Regions from separate parts of the Mus musculus genome. Here regions 1 and 3 are each linked to region 2. Evidence: chromatin contacts called from public ChIA-PET and promoter capture Hi-C data. All regions are on one chromosome and are shown on one strand. The core of a region is the stretch at or near the end of the contact, and the rest is flanking DNA. Distances in the headings are between cores, read along the strand shown. Region 1 holds the start of Ccnl2 (cyclin L2). Region 2 holds the start of AW011738 (expressed sequence AW011738). Region 3 holds the start of Aurkaip1 (aurora kinase A interacting protein 1).

The links. Promoter capture Hi-C pulls out the DNA fragments that hold promoters and counts their contacts. ChIA-PET counts read pairs in DNA pulled down with a chosen protein or histone mark.
Region 1: a promoter capture Hi-C map of liver shows a contact between it and region 2, with 3 times the contacts expected there. The contact joins the promoter of Ccnl2 here to the promoter of AW011738 in region 2. A contact is called at or near these places in 13 of 39 promoter capture datasets (the 3T3-L1 cell line, the HPC-7 cell line, cranial neural crest and 8 more), 1 of 484 Hi-C or Micro-C datasets (regulatory T cells), 5 of 115 datasets of contacts at active chromatin or transcription factors (the SCID.adh cell line, effector CD8 T cells, embryonic stem cells and 1 more) and 1 of 9 other capture datasets (embryonic stem cells).
Region 3: a contact with region 2 is called in an RNA polymerase II ChIA-PET map of memory CD8 T cells, with 103 read pairs. The contact joins the promoter of Aurkaip1 here to the promoter of AW011738 in region 2. A contact is called at or near these places in 9 of 39 promoter capture datasets (the C10 cell line, the HPC-7 cell line, HPC-7-derived erythroid cells and 6 more), 6 of 484 Hi-C or Micro-C datasets (B cells, CD4 T cells, CD8 T cells and 2 more), 13 of 115 datasets of contacts at active chromatin or transcription factors (the SCID.adh cell line, astrocytes, embryonic midbrain and 8 more) and 4 of 9 other capture datasets (adipose tissue, embryonic stem cells, liver and 1 more).

What each region holds. Positions count from the first base shown.
Region 1 is chr4:155,811,014-155,813,880 of GRCm38.p6, forward strand. Ccnl2 (cyclin L2) reads left to right here and starts at 1,476. Exons shown (of 11, transcript NM_207678.1): 1 at 1,476-1,796; 2 at 2,155-2,229; 3 at 2,446-2,555. The coding sequence starts at 1,515.
Region 2 is chr4:156,201,973-156,204,732 of GRCm38.p6, forward strand. AW011738 (expressed sequence AW011738) reads left to right here and starts at 1,312. Exons shown (of 1, transcript NR_030671.1): 1 at 1,312-2,760. It also overlaps a transcript of Perm1 not described here.
Region 3 is chr4:155,829,935-155,832,634 of GRCm38.p6, forward strand. It overlaps Aurkaip1 (aurora kinase A interacting protein 1), which reads left to right and starts at 1,335. Exons shown (of 4, transcript NM_025338.4): 1 at 1,335-1,801; 2 at 2,049-2,136; 3 at 2,418-2,700. The coding sequence starts at 2,082.

The sequences.
Region 1 (2,867 bases), core at 226-2,725, 390 kb before region 2:
GAATGTTGCACATATATTACTCATTAGCCACTTGCTATTGATATTGGAGAAGATACACATCCATGTGGCCCCATCACTGAGCTTTGTTTTCTACTTCACACAAAAAAGACAAGATACTGCAAATCACTGTTGAGTTGTAACCAAGCATCCCTCTCCAATATAGGTTTCTCTTCCTGATGGATGTAATAGTCATCTCTAGAACCAGAGTCTGGGTTGAGTGACTAGAGCCAACAGTCTTTTCTAATTCTTGGTTCAGTTTCAGCTTAGGGAATGGGCAGACCAGGCAATGACAATTGTGCCTACTTTAGAGCTGCAGCCTAGGGGTGGGACAGACGGACAGACAGTAGCAGCGTGGCCATTACAGTGAGAGGACTGATGAGATCTTTGTGGGGTCTGCTTAGGAGTGGAATCCAATCACCCCACTACAGCTGGACTATGGAATACTGACTTTTGGCAACCTTGTTGGCTGTTCACCATACCTGAATCAGAGTTATACAGGGATCTCCTTAAACTCCCATGTCCTCCCAATTTTCCGTTTCACCGAACCTGGCTGAAATCTTATCAAAAGCTTGAGATAACTGAGCAGTGACAGGAAACATCTATTGTGTAGTGGCAGCAGCACTGTTTTGGGTGAAACTAAGCAGGCCAGGACTGGAGTCAGGAATATTAATATTGTCTGTAGGGTCTACTACAAGCCGTTTCACCTTGATCTTCAAGGTCCCCAAGCCATTTTTTTGGCCTGTATTTGCTGCAGTAGATTATTGGGGGTCCCCTTTAAGAAAAGATTGTGTATATGAGTGCTCTGTTTGCATTTGTGCCTGAATGAGAGAAGAGGATATCAGATTCAATCACAGATAGATGGCTGCAAGCCATGATGTCGTAGCTGGAACTCAGGACCTCTGCAAGAGCAGTCAGTTCTCTGAACTGCTGAGCCATCTCTCCAGACCCTTCATCTGCACTTTTTTGTTTAGTATTTTATTTATTTTTGCGACAAAGTTTCTCAGCCATGGCTGTCCTGGAACTCTAGCTGTAGAGAGAAGGCTGACCTTGAACCCACACAGATCCGCCTGCCTAAGTGCTGGGATTAAAGGCACATCTGCCCTTTTAATGCTGGCAGATCCACCCCACAGCTGTTCCAGAGCCCGAGGACGGAAGGGAGGGCTGAGAACTAAAGACTCCGAACTAAGTCGCGGTGTAACGTCGTGCACGTGGGACTGTGGGAGAAAAGTTGTTCTGTCCCAACCCCCAAAGAAAGGCGCCCTTCTAGAACCCCTTTTGCCAGGCAGGAGTTCCGGTTCGGGCCAGGCCGCGGAGCCAAGTGGGTAACGAGCAGCCCCACCCGTGGGTGCTTCCGGCGTCGGTGCCTGACGCGACACTGACGGACTGGTCGTACGGCCAACGGCGTCGAGACAGCGGTGACGTTCAGCCAATGGGAGGGGGCGGGGCGGGGCGGCCACGATCGTCTCGAGCAGCCGCCCTGACGGGAAGGGCCCGAGAAGAGTCGGCGGCACAAAATGGCGGCGGCGGCGGCCGGGGCTGCGGGGTTGATGGCTCCGGCGTCGGCGGCCTGCTCTTCCGGCTCGGCGGGAGCGGCCCCGGGGTCTCAGGGGGTGCTGATCGGCGACAGGCTCTACTCGGGCGTGCTCATCACCTTGGAAAACTGCCTGCTGCCCGACGACAAGCTCCGCTTCACGCCGTCCATGTCGAGCGGCCTCGACGTCGATACGGAGACGGGACTCCGCGTCGTGGGCTGCGAGCTCATCCAGGCAGCCGGCATCCTGCTCCGCCTGCCGCAGGTAAGGGCCGGGCCGCGAGCTCTGCAGGGGCCGTTCGCCGGCCGAGGGCCGAGGGCCGGGCCTTTGTTGTCGTCCCGGCCCCCGGCCCGGAGCTCACCGGACCCAGGCGACGAGGTCCGAGCCTGTGCGCTCCGCAGCCTTGAAATAACCCGCACCCGCCATCCCTTCCCCTTCCCCTTCCCCCTCCGCCGGAGCCGAAGCCCTTTTACCCCCAAGAAAGCCTCGCGAGACCCAAACCCTTTGGGGGAAATGGAAACTGTCGTGGCTATTTGTCCTGGGGGGAAATCACACAAGACATTGTAGCCGGGACAAGCGTGAGTCCTGCATTCAAACGTGATGGAACCCTCTCTGTCCCTAGGTGGCCATGGCTACAGGGCAGGTGCTGTTCCAGCGGTTCTTTTACACTAAGTCCTTCGTGAAACATTCCATGGAGGTAGGCTTCTTTCTGTTTTCTCGGAGAAATGAATTGGGATGAAACCTGGCCTGTTCTGCCCAGTGCTTAGCTGAATTCTGTCCTGCAAAGTCTACACAGCTCTTTCCCTAGAGGCCTGTCTGTCTCTGTATCTTCTGGTTGTTTCTAATAGTTTTAATGCCTTGGAAGGTTCTCAAGTTGGGGGGAAAAACACCCGTGTCACAATGTACATTTCAGCATGTGTCCATGGCTTGTGTTCACCTGGCTTCCAAAATAGAAGAGGCTCCGAGACGAATCAGGGATGTCATCAATGTATTCCATCGCCTTCGGCATCTGAGAGAGAAAAAGTGAGTCCTTTGCAGAGCTGTCCTAATGTCTGTCATTGTTAATACCAACCTGTGAATTTACAGTAGATTGTTCGCATGTGCCCTAGATGCTGTCTTGGGGCAGTTGGTAGGGGGGTACAATAACCAGGATAGCTGGCTGTCCTAGCCCTGCTGAAACAATTCCTGTATGACCACATCAGCTCACCACCCTATTGTCCTGTTTGTTCCATGGTTCTGCTGAGAACCTCTGAGCACCAGGTCCCTGGTTCTCACCCTCAGCGCTGTTAGTGTCTGAACTGGCCATTCTTTGTTCTAGTGTCATTGTAATATGTC
Region 2 (2,760 bases), core at 62-2,561:
GGGGGGATTGTGTATATGTGAGTGCAGGAAATTAGAAATTTAGAAGAAGGAACTGAATATATAAATTTTCTTTCTTTCTTTATTTTGCTTATATGCATGCATATGTGTGCTTATACATGTCAGAGATTAATGTTGAATGTTTTCTTCAATCACTTTCCACATAGCCATCTTTCCAGCCCAATATTTAAAGAAAATTAAAGAAGTAGGACCACCAGTAGGGTGTCTAGCCCCTCCTGTGGTCTCAGGCCACCTCCATTGAATGGAGGCAGCTGCCAGGCTACGCTGTGCTTAGTAACCTGAGTACAAAATGTCTGTATGTATAGCAGTGTAACTCAGAATGAAAACAATAGCAACCATTAAAATAATAATGGCCCTGTTTTTCTTATTTTCCTTTGGAAAAAAAATTTGGTGTGTGTGTGTGTGTGTTTTGAGACAGGGTCTCACTATGTAACCCTGGCTGTGCTGGGACTTACTCTGTAGACCAGGCAGGCCTCGAACTCACGGAGCTCTTTCTGTCTCTGCCTCTTGAATGCTACATTAAAGGCACGTGCGGCTGTGCCTCACTTGCCCTAAGTTTTTGAGTTCTTCTTGGCTGAACTTAGCGGTGGGGTAATTCAGGATACATCACTGGCACCATGACATCATCCCATCTGGTTTCTGTCACCACTGATATCCTTATCCTTACACTGCACGAAGTCGTCCTTCCGCTGCCCTGTGATATCAGTTGATGTCACTTATCAGGTGACCAGGACCAGTTGACCCCTCTCTAGTCTCGGTGTCTGGTGTTGGTTCATCTTTCTACCCAAGCTTGTTCCCAGACCTCTGTGTTAGTTTCAGGCTCCTTGCTGGAAACAACGCTGCCCATGAGCAAATGCTGTTCGGCTGAGGAGACAAGTGGCTGTCTTGATCCTGCTCGGGTCTTGGGTAGGGCTGTGTGAGGAGCCTCAGTGGGTCCTGACTTCACAGTCCTGAGGATTTGCTTTCTAGTTTTTGGAGAAATATCCTTCTGGATTTCCTACCAGGTGCTCATGACTTGCCTCCCATACCCTCTGGTGCTTCTTCTCCAAAACTAAGTGAGCCAGGAGCCCCCGCCCCGCCCACTCTAACCCGAGACCTCTCGGATGCAACGTCGTCGGGTTCACTTTCGTAGCCGGAGATCGGCTACGCGTAACAACCGGAGAGGGCGGGCGGCAGGCCGGGCTGGAGGCTGGCTCTTCATTGGCTGGGAGGAGTGTGGGAACTGAAGTCGAGAAGGATTCACAGCCCCGCCGCTCCCCCCCCCCCCCCCCCGTCCGCCGTATTTAAGCGCTCAGAGCTCGGCCTCCGGGTTCGGTGTCGCAGGCGCTCGCCCACGCGGTGCGCACCGGGGCGCCAGGTACAGCGTGGAAAGCCGGGCGAGCGTCTCAGCCCTCGCTAGCTGGACCTGGACCCCAGACCAGTGGGCAACGCTGCCAAAACCCGCAAAGTCGAGCGAGGGACAACGGAACACCGGATTCAAGCGCGGCTCTACCTAAAAGTCCTGGAAGCTGGAGAAGGGGCGGCGAGCGCGCGTCAGTGCAAGCCTGGCTCTGCTCCCGACCGTCACTGCGACCGCGGGCGCAGGAAGGATGTGAGTGGAGGCCGGGGCGAAGCCCGGTTCCCAGGCCTTCTGTGGCCCTCACTCAGAGCCCACGATTCAGAGGGAAGGGTAACTCTCTGCCTTGCCACCCGTCCTGCGTTCCCGCCTCCACGGCTCCCAAGCTCACAAAACCGAGGACAGCTGACATCCTGGAGATGAGCGTAAAAGACATCTGCAGCGCCTACACGGCCCGGTGACAGCTGGGGTCACTGCGTGGAGGTGAGCTGTGTGCGGGACAGGGACAGATTCCCGCGCTTGCAGCTCCCTAACCCTAATCCTAACCCTGAGAGCTCAGCAAGATGGCTTTGCCGAGCCTGAGACCCTGGGCAAGTTCTGGGCTCTTTCAGAAAGTGTCTCACCGAGACGATCTGCTTCCTGGCAGGATGTGAGGGGGTCGCCTGCCTGTCCCAGCTGGAACCAGGAGCCGGCCCGCCTCCCGCCTTCGTGGTGCATTTGCAGAAGTTTGACTCCAGTACCTCCTCCCACTCGAGAACCGGGTCTCTGGGCCCGAGCTGAACCTGGAGGTTGTGGCCGCGGTGAAGTGTGGCTTGTCTTACGACTGCAGGCTTGCACCAGAGAATGCGTATTTACAGTCGCACGGCGCATTTGTTTGGTTTTAAACCATATGGTTCAGTAGCACCGCTTCCTAGCTCTGGCATCCCTGACCCAGATCGTTTCCCAAGCCCTTCTTCTAGTCGGGGATATACGGATGGGGATGTGTCCCCTCACACTCCAGGGTTGGCTTTGCTTTGCTTAGTGTTGGAGTCTGCAACTACCCTGGGATATAATATGGACCCCAATAGGGGGCAACCAAGAAGGTGACAGTCACCAAGCTGTCTCGGTGCAGTAAGGTGATTGGGGAGAAGTATGGGAAGGGGGGGGTTCCTGATTTAAAAAAATAACTGTGTGTGTGTGTGTGTGTGTGTGTGTGTGTGTGATTGTGATGTATGCATGTGCTACTATGTATCCATGGGCAAACAGCAAGACTTCTGCCAGGAGTGGGGTGGGGTTGTAACCATGGTGGGACGGGGTTGTGGTGGTGAGGGTGATCCATGCCTTTAATCCCAGTGCTCTCAGGAGGGAGAGGCAGGCAAATCTCTGAGTTTGGGGACAGCTTGGTCTACAGATCAAGTTCCAGGACA
Region 3 (2,700 bases), core at 85-2,584, 370 kb before region 2:
TCCCAAGTGCTGGGATTAAAGGCGTGGGCCACCACCACCCAGGAAAGTATAGGGATCTTAACAAGGTTGGCTTTACTCACCTCCTGGAAGACTAGAAACTTGCTAGTTCCCGGGATTGTGTAAGGAGGATGCTTTGCTTGGTCTCTTTCCAAAACTTGTTTCCACTTGCCCTTTCTCTTATTGTCCCTGACTCTACAAAGACCTGTCCCGATACGGGTTGTTGTGAACATGACCATTTCTCTGATGGATTTATTTACTTTTATTCATCTCCTTGAACCTTTAGTTATGCAATCCAAGGAGAAACACATCAAATAAAAGCTGGCCATGTTGAGGACTGGGAGCACCAAGGTGAGGGCTGGAATCTAGAGACTCCATTTGCCTTTTGTGGCTAAACCCAGGGTGAGAGTCTGAACTAAAGACAGACTAAAATGCATAAACCTTCCTGTTTGGGCTAGCGCAGTGGTTAAGTGCTTGCCACATAAACCCGACAACTTGAATGAGATCCCTGGAATTCACTTCCTTAAATGTGGAAGAAGAGAAATGACTCCATGTGTGCTGTGGCATATGCAGGTGCACATTGTGCCTCCCCTCTCGAAACATCATTAGAAAAGACAAATATCTCCAGCATCCCCTCTCGAAGGTAGGGTACACGCAACATCACTTTGTGACCTCAGTTACACAGCTGGGACGACAGCCTGCAATTTCTGCCCTCTTATTGGTTTATGTAACTTTAGCTAGGTTAATGCCTGAGAATGAGATATTTGGCCACTTTGTGTTAAGAATCCACAGAAATCCCTCATGCGAGGCATACGTAGTTTCTCAAATGAAGGAGAACCCTAGTCTTGCACCCCTGTCCATCGGAGCCAGCAGGACTTTCTGGTCCACACTGAGGTGCAGTGGATTGCTAGGCTCTTGCCAAGGAAAGCAGCAGCCGTATTCTGAAGAAGCTGCTTTTAAGTTTTGGGATAAAAATTAACGTGTGTGTGAGGATATTTAAATTTTTCCTCAGGGGGCTGGTGAGATGGCTCAGTGGGTAAGAGCACCCGACTGCTCTTCCGAAGGTCCGAAGTTCAAATCCCAGCAACCACATGGTGGCTCACAACCATCCGTAATGAGATCTGACTCCCTCTTCTGGAGTGTCTGAAGACAGCTACAGTGTACTTATATATAATAAAAAATAAATAAATCTTTAAAAAAAATTTTTTTTTCCTCAGGGCACACTAAAGAAATTAGGACTTTTTTCACTTGAGATTAGCGGCAGGGTAGGACCGCGGAGCAGGAACAGGGCGGAGTTTCTGAGGCCTCAAGAAGCAGAGCGCCCCATTCTGCAGCCAGCCTATCCCACAGGACTATTAAACGACCTGCCGCCCTAACAGGAGGAGCGCCACTTGTCACTTCCGCAGTCCTACGGTCCATGGCGGTACCCGGAGGCTAACCGGCTTGGGAGAGACGAAAGGAAAAAAATATATATATATATACTGTAAAGTCCGCGTGCACGCAGAGAGCACTCTCCGGGATTGTGGTGGGTGTCGGGTGTGGGCACTTTTTACCCGGAACGTTGTTGCTGCTGGACAACAGCGGCAGGGGAAGCGTCCCCTCCAACCGGAAGCGATCGCCTTCGGGCACGCAAGGATCGAGTTAGCGCAGAGCCGGGCACCAGAGGGCGCTGCGTAGGACCAGGGACCGGAAGTGGTCGAGGTCAGAGGCGACCTGATCGGTCCTAACTTCCGGGATTCGGTGGGCCTGTTGCGGGGCTCAGATGATGAGCGGCGGCGGAGCTCGCTTGGCCTGCGTCTGTTTGGTGCGTGCGAGCGTCGATATCGTCCTGCGCTGTGGGTTTCGCTGCCTGAGCGGGAACCGTGGGTGGGCGGCTTACAGCGACCACGCTGGTGGAGAGAAGTAGGGACAGGATTTGCGCTCAGAGCGACTTTTGAAGATGTCTCCTTATCGCGGGTCAGGGGGACCCAGGGTGATGGGATATGCGAGGCCTGCGGCCGAGAGCACTGCCCGTCGCCGCTGCGTGACCTCAGCTGGTTCCTGTGTTCTAGCTTTGAGCGCTGCCGCCGGACCAACTGCTCACCATGTTCCTGGCGCGCCTGACTTCACGGCTGGCCAGGACTGTTGTTCCCTGGGCAGGTAAGACGCCCCTGGACGCGGAATCCACACCTGACTTGGGGATGGGAATCATCGCGGCCCAGCTCGCCTTCAGTAGTCTCCTGTCGCTACTGGGAATAAGAGCCTGGGCACAAACCTTTTCCTGCGAGCTTGCATGTAGTATGTAGGAGCACATCACAACTCCAGACGGAAGGATAAGGGGCAGGCCTTACCATTTGGGTCTACATGTTGCCCTAGCCTGGGTAGTAGTGGTGTTCTGATCTGCTGTGATGGCACTAGTAGCAACTGTGTTGTTTCCCCAGGTTTCAGTCGTTCCTGCCCTGGCTCCGGGGTGATTGGCAGCTATGCTTTTCGACCCCTTTACAGTTTGCAGCCTGCAAGCCCAAGTCGGGCTGCCTCCCTCCCTGGTAAGAGGACCCAGTCAGAGCTTGAGGAGTTCCTGGTCCCCAGGAAGATGGCCATCAGTCCTCTAGAGAGCTGGCTGACTGCTCAATACTTATTGCCCAGACGGAATGTCGAGGTCCCAGTGACTCTGGCTCCCTCCCAGTTCTACGAATGTCCACCTAGGCAGGGGGAGGAGGAAGC